2 separate regions of the Oryctolagus cuniculus genome follow, and region 2 is linked to region 1. The links are chromatin contacts, called in public Micro-C maps. All regions are on one chromosome and are shown on one strand. Each heading gives the region's core, a stretch centred on a gene start, on an enhancer-like site or on the middle of the called end of the contact. The rest is flanking DNA. Distances are from core to core; before and after follow the strand shown. Region 1 holds the start of SIRT2 (sirtuin 2). Region 2 holds the start of ACTN4 (actinin alpha 4).

The links. A called contact is a pair of places that touch in the nucleus more often than the background predicts.
Region 2: a Micro-C map of ear pinna shows a contact between it and region 1, with 4 times the contacts expected there. The contact joins the promoter of ACTN4 here to the promoter of SIRT2 in region 1. A contact is called at or near these places in 3 of 6 Hi-C or Micro-C datasets (ear pinna, psoas muscle and an unstated tissue).

What each region holds. Positions count from the first base shown.
Region 1 is chr18:15,860,117-15,867,443 of mOryCun1.1, forward strand. It overlaps SIRT2 (sirtuin 2), which reads left to right and starts at 4,823. Exons shown (of 15, transcript XM_008257157.4): 1 at 4,823-5,053. The coding sequence starts at 4,838. NFKBIB (NFKB inhibitor beta) reads right to left here and starts at 4,692. Exons shown (of 5, transcript XM_002711457.5): 1 at 4,425-4,692. The coding sequence starts at 4,603.
Region 2 is chr18:16,047,772-16,055,098 of mOryCun1.1, forward strand. ACTN4 (actinin alpha 4) reads right to left here and starts at 4,339. Exons shown (of 21, transcript XM_051847128.2): 1 at 4,049-4,339. The coding sequence starts at 4,210.

The DNA of each region.
Region 1 (7,327 bases), core at 3,573-6,072:
GGCGGCCTAGGTGGCCCTGTTCACCCCGGCTGGGGACGGGCCCACTGCGGCCTAGGTGGCCCTGTTCACCCCGGCTGGGGACGGGCCCACTGCGGCCTAGGTGGCCCTGTTCACCCCGGCTGGGGACGGGCCCACTGCGGCCTAGGTGGCCCTGTTCACCCCGGCTGGGGACGGGCCCACTGCGGCCTAGGTGGCCCTGTTCACCCCGGCTGGGGACGGGCCCACTGCAGCCTAGAGCCCTCCCCCCAGCAGAAATATCTTCCCAACACTGAAAACTGAGGGACAGGCATTTGGCAAGGCCATGAAGTCCCCGTGTGGGACCCCCCACTCCCACATCTGAGAGCCTGGCTTGAGTCCCAGCCCCCCCACCTGCACTCCAGCTTCCTGCTAAGTGCACCCCGAGAGGCCAGAGACAATGGCCCACATACTTGGGTCCCAGGCACCTGTGTGTGAGGCTGAGACTGAGTTCTGAGCTCCAGACTTCAGCCTGGCCCAGCCCTGGTTACCGGGGACATTTGGGAAGTGAACCAGTCACTGGAAGATCGCTCTCTGCCTTTTGTATGAAATGAAAATAAATTAAAACAAAATTTTTTGAAGATTCTTTTATCTGTTTGAAGGGTAGAGTTACAGAGAGAAGCAGAGACAGAGAGAGCAGAGACAGAGAGAGAGATCTCCCATCTGCTGTTCACTCCCCAAATGGCCGCGACATCTGGGGCTGGGCCAAGCCGAGGCCAGGAGCCCAGAACCCTATCCAGGTCTCCCATGTGGGTGGCAGGGCCCAAGTACTCAGGCCATCTTCCAGTGCTTTCCCAGGTGCATTAGGAGGAAGCCGGGTGGGAAGTGGTGCAGCCCGGACTCGAACCAGCACCTCTACAGGAATCTGGCACTGCAGGGGTCACTGTGCCGGCCTGGATTACAAACAACAACAACAACAAAATACACCTTGTTTAGTGAAAACCGAACAGGCTTTCAGATATGCCAAAGCTGAGGGAATTCATCGCCGGCAGAGCCACACCACGGGAAAGGTTACAGAGGGAAGGACACTGACCCAGCGGCTGAGACGCCAGCGGAGGCGCCTGCGTCTGGAGCTCTGGCTCCTGATTCCAGCTTCCTGCTAACGCGCCGGGGCCCGCAGGGGCGGCACAAGCACGTGGGGTCTGGCACACACGCGGGAGACCCAGCTCCGGCTTCAGCTGGGCTTCTGGGGAGTGCGGGGACGCGAATCTCTGTCTCTCTCTCTGTCTCTGTCTCTGTCTGTCTCTCTCTATCTATTTATCTATCTATCTATCTATCTATATCTATATATATCTTTAAAATAAATAAAATGTTTCAAAGTATTTGTTTAGGCAAAAACAATAACAAAGCTCACCTGGACTTCATAACTTGTACATAAACTGTATGACAGCAATAATACTAAGGCCAGGAGGGGACAAATGAAATCTATTATTTGTTATATCACTCTTTTTTTAAAAAAAGATATTTTATTTGTTTTAAAGGCAGAGTTACAAAGGAGGCAGAGAGAGACAGAGAGAGATCTTCCACGGGTAGATTCACTCTCTAAATAGTTGCACATGGCTGGGGCTGGGCCAGGCTGAAGCCAGGAACCTGGAACTTCTTCCAGGTTTCCCATGTGGGTACAGGGGCCTAAGCACTTGGGCCATCCTCCACTGCCTTCCCAGGCCACAGCAGAGAGCTGGATGGGAAGTGGAGCAGCCGGACTTGAATCAGTGCCCATATGGGATGCTGGTGCTGCAGGTGGCAGCTTAACCCACTGTGCCACAGCACCAGCCCCCAGATGTATCATTCTAAGGTTCTTTTACTCTGTGTAAAGTGCATGATATCACAAAGTTGTCAGTATGAGCCCTAAGGCAGGAGTCAGCAAATGTTTTCTGTACTGGGACAGAGCACTGCTTTAGGCTTTGTGGGTCACATGGTCTCCCTTCTACCCACTCAGCTCTGCTACTGCAAATAGCCATGGACGACGATATGCAAATAAAAGAGCACTCCAATTTATTATTGGGGCCCAAAATATGAATTTCATAAAATTTCCACTTACCAAGCAGTATTATTCTGCTGATTATTTTTTAAAAATTAAAAAAATATAAAGACCATTCTTAACTCAAAACCAGGTGGCAGGCTCCATTGCCAACTGCTGTCTTAAAGTGACCACTAAAATAACAAAACAGGGGCCAGTGCTGTGGCGCAGGGGGTTAAGCGGCCGCTGTGACGCCAGCATCCCACACCAGAGCCCCAGTTCTAGTCCTGGTCGTTCCGCTATTGATCCGGTTTCCTGCTAATGCACCTGGGAAGGCTGCAGAGGACGGCCCAAGTGCTTGGGCCTCTGCCACCCACGCGGGAGACCCAGAGGGAGTTGAAGGCTCCTGGCTTCGGCCTGACCCTGCCCCAGCCGTTGTGGCCATGTGGGGAATGAACCAGAGGTTGGAAGATCTCTCTCTCTCTCTCTCTCTCTCTCTCTCTCTCACTCTTTCAAATAAAGGAGTATTTTAAAATCAGGCAGAGTAGATTTCAGAGCCAGGAATATTGCCACAGATAGTGAAGGTAATATCAAAACGCTAAGGAGATCAATGAATCGAGTAACAGTATTTCATAATCCTAAATATCTGTGCCCTGATAACAGAGCCTCAAACTAGATTAAGCAAAACCTGACAGAATTAGAGAGAGAAACAGACAAACCCAGAGTTACAGCTGGAGCTCTCAGACTTTCCCTTTCAACCACTGACAGACAAGTGAAAAACCATCACCAAGGACAAAGCAGCCTGGAGCTCTGTGGGCCAACACAGCCTCCAACTGATATGCAGAGGACGCTACATTAACCACAGGGTACAGAGTATTTTAAGTGTGTGTACACCATTCTGAGCCGTAAAACAAGTCTCAAAAAACTTAAAAGAATTTAAAACGTACAAAGTATGTTTTCTGCCCACAATGGAATTGAAAATTGGCAGCAGAAAAATACCTGGAAATATTAAACTATCTGGAAACCAAATAGCAGACTTTTAAATCTACTGGTCAAAGAAGAATTCAAAAGAGAAAATTATAAGGAATACTGAATTAAGTGAAAATCAAGATACAACATATCAGAATTGTGAGACAAGGCTAAAGCAGCTTTCAGGGGAAAATTCATAGTACTCAATAACCTACATTAAAACAGGAGCAAGCTCTCAAATCAATGACATGAACTTTCATCCTAAGAAATCACAAAAAGACAGGGCCAGCATTATGGCCGCGGCGAGGACACCACTGGGACACCCATCCCATACGGGCTCTGGTTCCGTGTCCGGCTGCTCCACTTCCAACCCAGCTCCTTGCTCATAGCTTGGGAAAAGCGGCAGAAGGTGGCCCAAGTGTGTGGGCCCTGCCGCCCGCTAAGGAGACCCAGAAGAGGCTCCTGGCTCCAGGTTTCGGCCTGGCCCAGCCATGGCCATTTAATCTCTCTGGGGGAAGAGAACCAGTGGATGAAAGATCTCTCCCCTCCCTCTCTCTCTAACTCTGCCTTTCGAAATAAATAAATAAATATTTTAAAAAATTTAAAAAAGAACAAAATAAATTACAAAAAGAATAAATTAAACCCAAGATTCAGAAGAAAGAAGATAAAAGTCAGGTTAGGGGCTAATGAAATAGAAAGTGAAAAGAGGGAGAAAAGTAGCGAAACCCTCGCTGGTTCTTGGAGAAGACGTGGGTCAGGCGCTATTTTGAGCCTCTGGGGACCCAGCAATCAACGGGCAAAAAAAACCCCACAAAACCCAGAGAAGGTGCCCAGCTGGTCCTTTACAGTCTTGTCCCTGGGAGGTTCTTCCCTCCTACCCTCCCACCCAGAGAAGGCTCCGCCCCTGGTGACCGCGACCCCCGGCCCCCACGCCACACCAAAGCTTCTGTTTCCTTCACTGTCCATGGCTCAGACAGGACCCGGGTCAGGTGCAAGGCCACCTCAGCTCTCCCGTGGCTCACGGGCTGTCTCGGAATTGAAGCCGGGAAGATCAGAGCCCAGGAGCAGGCTCTTAGAGGCGGGGGCCGAGGGTCCCCCGAAGCAAAGTCAGCAGCTCAGATCAGAGATGCTATGGGGGGGTGGGGAGCCACAGCCTGAGCCCCAACTCTACTAAGGACTGGGGGTCAGAAGGTCAAATCGGGTTTTGGGATCAGTGGGTTAGGAGGATGTAGGTTCGGGGGGGGGGGCATGAAAATCAAGGTTCAGGGAAAGTAGGTCGGCAATGATCGAATCGGGCTCAAAGCTGATCGGAAACTGGGTTTTGTTACAAATTAGGATGGGGGGGGTGTGAAGTCAGGAAGTCCCGCAACGGAAGTCAGATTCAGGAGTGACAGGTTGGGAAACCACAGACACTCAGAAACGAATGGAGAATCAGGCCTCGGATCCGAGGGCTTCGTTTAACAGCCTAAGGTTCACTCACGTGTCGCCATCCTCAGTGACGTAGCCGAAGACGAGCGGAGCCCACGATAGCCCTGGGCCCAGCTCTGCGCCCAGCCCCGGGCCTCCTGGGGCTGCCGCGTCCGGCCCCAGAGAGCCCAGGCCGCTGTCGCACCATTCATCCGCGTCCGCACCTTTTCCCAAGCACGCAACCCCAGCCATGGCCCCCAGCCACCTCAGGGCCCCCCGCGGCTCCCCGCCTGCCGCTGGGCTCTGCCCGGAGCTCCGGCACTTCCGCCCTGCGGGAAATTCCCCAACACGCCCCCTGGTAAATCCAATTAGAGTGGGCGAAATCGGTCACGCCCCGCCCCCTTGGTGCAGGGTGGCCAATCAGAGCACTGGGATGCACGACGGCTCTCGGGCAATACCCACATTTTCCGAGCGCCCTTTACTAACATGGCTGCCACCGCCAGGCCGTCTGGGACTCGTAGTTCCGCCTTCGGGCGCGCACGGGGCGTTTGCGGGAAAGCCCTGTATGCGGCCGAGATGGGTGCTGGGAGTCGTAGTTCTATGCCCGAAGCCTTCCCCTTCTGTTTCCGGTGCCGTCACGGGACAGAGCAGTCGGTGACAGCCCCGAGGGCCCCCGCCCCGAGCCCATGGCCGAGCCGGATCGTGAGTCGGGGGCCCCGGTGGAAGGGTCGGGCCGCGCCGGGGCCTGGCCGAGGGCTGCAGGCCCCGGGGCCCGAGGGCGGGCGCGGGGGGCTGGGAGCGCAGGGCTACACTGAGGGAGCGGGGTTCCGAGGCTTGTAGTTAGGTTGATCCACACTCGCGGGGTGGCGGGTCTCTGGGTCGCGAGGTTTTAAGGGTCCGTTTACCTCGTCCGTGTTCCAAGTTACTAATGATCGTGTGTTTCTCACACTTTGGTTGCTGAGGACCCTCGTTACTGAGGACAAAAGTTGCCGCGGTCTCGGTTGCTAAGAGCACCTGGTTGTCAGGGGCAACCGTAGGATGCTAGGGGTGCCCGGGTGTCCCGTCCCGTCTCTCCCCTGCAGTTCCTGTGCCATCACCTCCACCGCTCCTCCTCTCCCAAACCCGCCTCCAGCCCGAGCCCCGCTTCCTGTCTAAACCTTCCTCTGCCTTGGGAGCCTCCTCTCCCTCCCCGCACACTCACACACTGCTCTGCCCTGTCTAACTCTTCCTAAGCTTCCTCCAGCCTCTCTTCCCAACCCTGCCCCGCCACAGCCACTCTGCCCCTACTCACCACCTCTCCCGCCAGCCCCCTCCCCTGCCTCCCTCCGCTCAGCTTTTGCCACTCCACCGCCCCATGACCCTGGGTCTTCTTGCCGCCCCTGCCCCCGCTCCCACCGCGGCCACTTTTAACCCTTCATTCCCTCTTAACCATTCCCCCCACTGTAACCACGTCTGCTCCCCCTCCTCCCCCAGCCTCTGACCCTCTGGAGACCCAGGCAGGGAAGGTGCAAGAGGCTCAGGTGAGATGGGGAAATGGTGGAGGGGAGGAGGAAGCTGGACTCGTTCCCACATCCCACTCTGGGGGGAGGTGGCAGAGGGGAGACATTTCCCCCGGGGCCCCTCGCCCCGCCTTGCAGGGGTGCAGCCTCTTGGGGAATGGGGGGTGTTGGGGACCTCCGAGAAAAACGTACAGCCTCAGCCCCAGGCCTGCCTTCCTAAACTTTCCTCTCTCTTTGCTGCTGCCCACCCCCCTTCCCATTCCTTCTGAACCTCGTTTGTGTTGGCCCTGGAAGAGCCAGGGATCCCCTCTGGTCCCTGAGCTCCCCAGAGCGAGCGTGGTGGGTCATGGAGCACCCCAGCCAGGCCTTTCCCTCGGAGAATCCCCAGGCTGGCCCAGGAGTGAGACTGAGATGTAGACGCAGCATAGTGAGTGAAGAGTGACTTAGAACATAGATGAGGTGAGGAGGTGTTCCATGGGACGGCTGCAGCTGTGCGGAGACCGGGGCGCGACCGTGCGATGCAGGCTGGGGGCGGCCGGCTCACAGCAGCCTCGGTTAGCGTGTTCACCGGCTGCTTAGCCAGCCAGGCGCTCTGCGTAGTGCAACATCTCATTTTGTCTGCCCAGCACCCGCATGAGCGGTAAGACCTATCGTGGCCATCATACAGATGAGGGATTTGAGGCAGCGCTCCTAAGTGACCTGTGCTCTGTCCCTTCGCTGGAGGAAACCCATGGCACACGGCACGCTGCCTTCTAGACCCGGGTACTGGTCATGGCCAGTGTCCCCTGCTCCCCCCACGCAGAGCTGCCCCCATGTGTTGGGCGGCTCCCGCAGGGCCTTGCTGTGTGCAGCCAGGAATTGTGCCAGCTCACCCGCACCCCTGCTCCCACGCACAAACACGCGGGAGACGGCTTCTCACGGATGGGGCCGTGCAGAAGCTGTGGTTTGAATACCGCACGGGTGCACGGCTGGGCCACGCGGAGGGCCCCAGGGTCTCCCGCTGGGCCGCAGCGCCTGGCTGGCCTGGCTCCTGCAGCAGGGCCACTGCGGGAAGAAAAGCTTCCAGTATGGGAAAGGGATCCTGGGCCCGAGGTCGTAAATGGCAACATTGTCCATGACAGGGCAGAACTGGAGCCTGAGCCGGGTAAATGCACTATGGTTCCCGCACACAATGCAACACTATGCAGCTGTGTCAGAGAATGAGGTGGCCTTCAGTGTGCTGCTCGGGGCAGACGCAAGGTGCGGCGCCGCATGGAGGGTGGCCCTTTTACAAGAATGAGTTTTTCTATGTGGAGAAAAAACTCTAGAATAGCTCCACTGAACTGGTGACTTATCTCAGTGGGGGTAGACGGGGAAATGACAAGGCCAGTGCCTAAGTTACACACTGTCTAGTAGCCAAGTCTTTTTTTTTTTTTTTAAGATTTGTTTATTGATTTGAAAGGCAGAATGACAGAGAGAGGGAGAGACAGATTTCCAT
Region 2 (7,327 bases), core at 3,089-5,588, 190 kb after region 1:
GAGGGTGACGCTGGGGGCGCGCTGGGCCAGAAGACACTCAACGCCAGCGAGGAGAGAACCACGATGTTTCAGCTATTCGGAAAACCGGAATGAGCAAGAGCTACTACAGCAAACAGCTGTCCCCTAATTACTTCTCCCCTGCAGAAAATAAAAGCAGCAGCAAGGGAATTGGTTCTTGAAGAACCCTGAGGTCTGGTCAAAGGCTTGTACAATTCCCAGTAGACTACAAGTCAGGAGGGCAAAAGCCCGAAGCGCTCGTCTCAACAATCTCAAGCTCCTCGCGCCTTCCCAAATCGATTCTTTCCGGCTCCATGCTCCTTGCTGTCACCCCCTAGACAGCAGGGCCAGGTAACCTGTGCTATGAGCTCAGTTACTCTGCAGCGGGTGCAGCTGAACCAGATCTGGAGGCTGAGACTGGAGTCCAGACCTGCCCTTGCTCCCTGGCCATCTGATCAGGAGGACACCTGAGAGCACACGTCCACATTTTAACTGACCTCCCTGCCTGCTTCTTCAGACTGCAACAGCACCTGCCTGTCAGATAACATCTTCATTTCCTGGGCCTGTTTGCCTGCAACACTTTCCCCAAACTTTCCCCACAAAGCTTCCCACTGGAGGCCAGGCAATTGGCTGCCATTAAATGGGAGCTTTTAGCACCAGTTCCAACTGAGGGTGAGTCAGCTCTCTGCTGACAAGTAGCCGCCCCTGTAGGTTCCAGGACCAGAGAGCGTGTTTCCAAAGGCAGAGGGCAAACCCAGGCCCACACCCTAGACTGCCCAGGACAGGTGAAATGGCAGGCTCCACTCCACGGTACCAGTCAGCTCTGCCCTCCCGGTCATTAGCCAAGTCCCATTCTACAGCGCTGGAGCAGCTTCCCCTAGGTGGGTGCACACAGTATACCTGCGCCCCTCACCAATTCACAGGTAATTTCTAGATGACAATGTAGTTTGGTTACTTTTTTTTTTTTGAAAGTACATTATTCAATTTTGAAAACTGCTAAAGACCTATTCGTTTTCACCAGATCCTAAGAGGCAAGCAATTAAAGGAACAGCAGAAAATAACAGCTGGCTACTTTGGGGCCTCTATCATTAGCCTCAAAAAAATGAAAATAAAAAGACCTACTTGGGGAAGAGGGGAAAAAAAACCACCATCAGAACTTTCAAATAATTAACTCGCAATGAATACACCCTGAACCAAAGGTCATGGTCTAAACCCCGAGGCCCTGAAAACGAACACGTGGGCTTAACAAGCCTTTCCCCCGGCTGCCCGGGGGAGTTCTGGAATCCGTGTCCCAAGAGCGCCCTTGCAGGAGCAGGCGGTGGCCAGGCCACCTCGGCCCCCTTCAGGCCCTGGGGGAGGGGGCTGTGGCCCAGAGCTACAACTGCTCAAGAAAGAGCAGGCCAGTCCCGGACACCCTCTAGACCACTCACAGCCCTCCCACCTCCCAGGTAAAAACTGTTGTGTAAACTGGTTATTCAATAATGCTTGGGTCACAGAGCCAGGAGCATGATCCCAGAGCCAGACCCTAGGAGTCCCAGCAAAGGGCTTCGAGGTAAACGTGGGACACACCCCCTCCCCAACCCCCTGCTTCATTCCCAGGAGAATCGGATTCCCAGGCTCTGAAAGCCTGCAGGGGTCCTCAATACAGATCTTTAGAGCAGGTGCCCGTGGCGAGCAGGACGTCCACAGCACCGCCCCTGCCCTGTGCCCATGGACTGGCCTTGGGCAGGCGGTCTGTCATTCACCACTGTGACACAGAAGCCCAGCCTGTGGTGTGGCAGTGGGGTTTTCTGGGAAGGGGAAGAACAGCACACACTCGCGTCTGCCTCTCCGCGGCTCCTTCCCTATCTCATCAGCGCTGCCTGCCTGTAACGGGAAAGGGCGCAGAGGTGAGGCAATTCATTTCCCCCACAGACGGCCAAGTGTAAATATTTGCGGGAGCAGGTACAAAGCAGGACGAAGGAGAACCTGGCACTTGCCGAGAGGCCAAGGCAGCGGGTGTGGGAGGACGCCGTGAGCTACCCTCCCCGCAACCTTGCCTGGCCCGGGCAGCGGGAGCGAGCGTGACACACAGCAGGAAAGCCTGGGGGTTCCGGTGAGTCCCGGTTCCGCCCTGAGCCTACGCGGGCCCCAGCCTCGCCCTGTGGGCAAGGGAGTCTATGACCACGGAACTAGTACACACCCTGACTCCCAGAAGGGAGTGGAAGGAGCTGGCAAGGAGTCACTTGGGGAGTGGCAGAGGACAGGAAAGGGAGGGACCCCTCCACCTGACAAGGGGCTCCTTGGAGCTGCGGCAGGGGGACCCCAGGCGTTCTCACACATAGTGCTGTGGCCCCCGGCCCCCACCCAGCTCCCTGGCAACTCCGAACCTTTTCCAGCCTGGCACGGCCTCAGGCAGCACATTGTTGCTGAGGCTCCAGACTGGAACTCCCCTTCCCCCCAAAAAAGCCTTGTGACGCCAGGTATCCCAGCATCCTCCATCCCCGGAACCTGAGGCAGGTGGGGCAGTGGATAAGGACGCCGCCACCCCTCCACCCCAGTTACTACCCACGAGGAAACCCAAGCTGCTGCTGGTCGTTTACTCAAGGTGATGCCGGGCCCCACCTCCCGGCGGCCCGTCCCACCCTCTCTCCTCCAGGGGGGCTGCCTGTGCCACCCCCAGGGCACCACCTCCCGCCCTCAACAGGCTTCCAGTCCAGGCACTTTCTCCACACAAACCCCGCCCGCCCCGCCTCCGAGTCTGCCCCTAGGCTCCTGCAAAGTGTCCACCAACCCCATTCAATCCGCCTTTGCAGAGGGGCTAGGCCAGGGCCAGGGAGCTGCTCAGTAATCATCCGGGAGAGCTCCAGATCCAACTTCACGCGCCCCCACGCGCCACCCGCGCACTTCTGAGCGGCCGCTCCCCACGCGCCCCCAACATGCTCCTCCTGCACACACTGGAACCCTTCAACACCAGCCCGCGCTCCGCCCTTCTCACCCACGTTGGATGAGGCCCCCGTCTCCCTGTCACCACTGTGGTCTGCTCCTCCGCGGCTTCCACAGGGGACCAGACTCTGCCCCCCCCCACCCCTCCGGGCCCCAGACTCTTCCTGAGCACCCTCGCCCCTCCTCCCCCAGGACGGGATCCCAGCCCCCTCCCAAATGCCTGTCTCAGTCCACTCACCACACGTTCCCTTCCCTAAAGCAGCCTCCTCCCCCAGCCGCCATTCCAGCGCCCGGGCCCTCCCACCCTCACCTCTGCCAGACCACCTTTTCTTCGGGCGTCCCCGACCCCTGGTTAAGCTTTCAACCTCCCACGAGGCTCCCGAGAGCCCTCCCCAGCACACCCCCTCACCCCGGGGCCTCTCCATTCCCCGCCAGGTCCTCCCCTCCTTCCCCTTACAACAGGGCAGCCCAAATCACTCTCACCTTCTTCCAATCACAGGCCCCTAACTGCCCCCCTCGGCACCTGGCCCTCCTGAGCACCCCAACTCACGCCCTAGCCTCCCCAGTCCTCCCTCCCTTCTCCAGACCCCACAACCCCTCCCGGGCACCCCCACTCCATCTTCACCCTCTTTACGCCCCCCCCCACCAAGGCTCCCCGGATTCCAACCTCCTTCGGGCCTTTCTGCACTGCAACGGACCCCCCCCTCCGGACTCCCCACACCCCCATTCCACCCTGGCCCACAAATTCCCCTCGCAGACGCCCAGGGCCCCCGCGGGGCACTGCCAGCCGCTCCTCGGAGCCTGCGAGCCCGCCTCACAGCCCGATTGCATTTCAGCCTCCCCAGGCTCCCCGCCCAAGCCCTGCACACCCTCCTCGGGGCTCCGATTCCTTTCTTTAGACCCCACAAACGCTACTAGGCCGCCGACTACGTTTCTCCGCTTCCCAATTCCTGCCTCCAGGACTCCATCCTGGCCCGCCCGAGCCCGCCAATTCCTCCTCGGGACCCCTGATTTCCATCATGGATGCTCCACTCCCCTCTCTTGGGACCTCGCCCCCCTCCCTAGCCGCCTCCGGGAGACCCCACCCCCCACCCCGTCCAGCCCGTCCGGCCCGCGGGCCGCGCACCTTGCGCTGCTGCTTCTCCCAGGCCGGGTCCAACAGCAGGTCCCGGTCCCAGTCGTCCTCCTGGGCCATGTAGTCGCCCATGCTACCTCCGCCGCCAGCGCCATTGCCCGCGCTGCTGGGGCCGTACTGGTACGACTGGTTCGCCGCGTGGTAGTCCACCATTCCGCCGCCTCTCGCTCGCCCACCAGCCGGTCCGCTCCCGCCTCAGCTCCCGCCCCTCTGCCGGAGCCGCCGCCGCCGCCGCCGCTACAGCTGCCTCAGCCCGCCCTCCGCCGGCGCCTGCGCACCTCGCCGCCGCCGCCGCCCTCCCGCGCGCGCGCTCCTGAGCCACCCGGACCGCCCCCGGGAGCCCGGCGCCTGCGCAGAGCCCGCTCCCCGCGCCCCTCACCCCACCCCTGCAGCTCGTGGACGAGCCGCGCTCCCCGCCCCGCGGGAACGCGCCCGCCGTCCGCGTGTGGGTGGGGCACGCGCTATGAATGATTCCTCAGGCGGGGGTCTTTTCCCTGCACCCGCGTGGAACGTGCTCCTGTTCGGCCGCCCGAATTCAATAAATACTTTAAGGAACGCCAGCAGGGTGCCAACCTGTGTTACGCGTTGACACGAAAGAAGAGAGGCAGAAGTCCCTGTCGGACGTGAAGGAAGAGAACCAGATGCTAAGAAGCACATAGCTTCCGAGGCTGCGGAGAAAGCGAGCCCAGGCTGGGGCAGAGAGGCTCAGAGGGGCTTCCCGGAGAAACGCGGACGTCTGAACAGAGACCCGGGCTGGGAGCGCGGAGGGTTTTTGGACTTGTCTATCTTAATTGGTTAATAAGCTTTTTTTTTTTAAAAGAAAGATTTATTTATTTAAGAGACAGACTTGGGGCCAGCGCTGTGGCACAGTGGGTTAATGCCCTGGCCTGAAGTGCCGGCATCCCATATGGGCGCCGGTTCTAGTCCTGGCTGTTCCACTTCCAATCCAGCTCTCTGCTGTGGCCTGGGAAAGCAGTGGAAGATGGCCCAAGTGCTTGAGCCCCTGCACCTGCATGGGGGACCCAGAAGAAGCTCCTGGCTTCGGATCAGCATAGCTCCGGCCATTGCGGCCATCTGGGACATGAACCAGCGATGGAAGACCTCTCTCTCTCTCTCTCTCTGTAACTCTGACTTTCAAATAAATAAATGAATCTTAAATAAGAGAGAGAGACAGAGAAAAGGAGAGACAGAGAGGTTTTCCATCCACTGGGTCACTCCCCAAATGGCCACAGCCACAATGGCTGGAGCTGTGCTGATCCGAAGCCAGGAGCTTCTTCCGGGTCTCCCACATGGGTGCAGGGGCCCAAGCACTTGAGTATGGTCTGCTTCTTCCCAGGGTGGGCATTAGCAGGAGGCGGGCCCAGAGCAGAGAAGCCAGGGCTCAAAGCAAGCGCTCTGATGTGGGATGCAGGTGTCCAAGGCAGCAACCTAACCACTACACCAAACACCCAGCCCCACTATGTGCACCTACTACGTGCGAGCTACTGTTCTTGAGGGCTGGCTCTATGGTCTGAGCATTATCAGCCTCATTCGTTCTCACTGTAGGCGGGAAGGGCAGCGATATAAAGGCAAACAAACGCAGATAAACGATGCTGTACAGGCTCACGCGAAGCTGAGTTCCTGACCCTCCCCCAAAGCTGGGCGCCCTCCAGCCGCACTCCTGCTAGGGGCTGCCCCATCCTGCACTTGCCCTTGCACCTCTGTCTCCACACCCACACCCAGGTCTCCCGGGAAGTGTCTTCTTGCACGTCAGAGTGCACACAGGCTGCACACCACCTCCCCTGCCCCTCGCGGCCTCACCAGGCCCCACCCACACTGTTCTTGTCCCTCTTGGACCATGGCAGGAGCTGCTCCGCCTCCGGCAGAGGGTAGAAGTCAGAGGGAGCCCGGGAAGGGATCCCGTCCCTCCTGCCTCTGCTTGGTTCCATATTCAGGATAAAAGCCAGAATCAAGGTGAGGAGGAAAGGCCGCCCAGCCCAGCCCAGTTTCTTTCCTTCCATCCTTCTTCTTCCTTTTCTTTAAGATTTATTTTATTTATTTGAAAGGCAGAGCGAGAGCAAGCGAATGAGCTTCCATGTGCTGGTTCACTCCCCAAATGGCTGCTACAGTCAGGGCAGGGCCAGGCCAAAGTCAGGACGCAGGAGCTTCTTCCGGGACCCAAACACCTGGGCCATCTTCTCCTGCTTTCCGAGGCTGTTAGCAGGAGCCGGACTGGGAGTGGAGCAGCCAGGGCTGGCCCTGTGGTGTAGCTTAGGCCTCTGCCTCCAGTGCCGGCATCCCATATGGGAGCCAGTTTGAGTCCTGGCTGCTCCACTCCCAATCCAGTTCCTTGCTAATGGCCTGGGAAAACAGTGGAAGATGGCCTAAGTGCTTGGGCCCCTGTACCTGCGTGGGAGACCAGGAAGAAACTCCTAGCTCCTGGCTTCAGATCAGCCCAGCTCCGAACCGATAGATGGAAGCCCTCTCTGCCTCTCAAATGAATAAATAAATCTTAAAGGGGGGGGGGGACCGTGGCATAGTGTGTAAGCTGCTGTCTGTGGTGCGGCATCCCAATCCCATGTAGGGGCCGGTTCAAGTCCTGGCTGCTCCACTTCTGATCCAGCTCCCTGCTAACGCGCCTGGGAAAGCAGTGGAAGGTGACCCAAGTGCGTGAGCCCCTGCACCCACACGGGACACCCAGAAGCAGCTCCTGGCTGTTGGCTTTGGTCCGGCTCAGCTCCAGCCTAGTAGCCATCTTGGGAGTAAACCAGCAGATGGAAGATCTCTCCCTCCCCCTCTCAAGTAAACCAGTGTGGTGCTGGCATCACAGGCAGTGGCTTAACCCACTACAGCGCAGCGCAGGCCCCCAGCCCAGCGTCCTGGGGCTCCAGGCAGACCCAGGTCTTCCTACCCCGGTCCTAGTCTCCCTCAAGCTCTCCCCATTCTCGTCACTGACCTCCAGCTGTCCCTTGGAGCCCAGCAGGCCCCTGTGCTCCATGACCCACTGAACTGCAATGCTTTCCCAGGTGCCCGGTCCCCACGGCCCACGCAGCCCCTCCAGCTCTCAGTGGAGCCCTCCCCTACCACCTTACTGCAAACCGCACCCCACCCCTCCCTGCTTAGTTTTTGTTCACAGTCTACTTACCTTCACTGTTTAGAAGTTTCATTTACTTATTCAAAAGAGTGACAGGAGAGCGAGGGACAGAGTCTTCCTTTTGCTGGTTTACTCTCCAAATGCCTGCAACAGCCAGGGCTGGGCCAGGCTAAAGCCAGGAGCCAAGAATTCCTGGG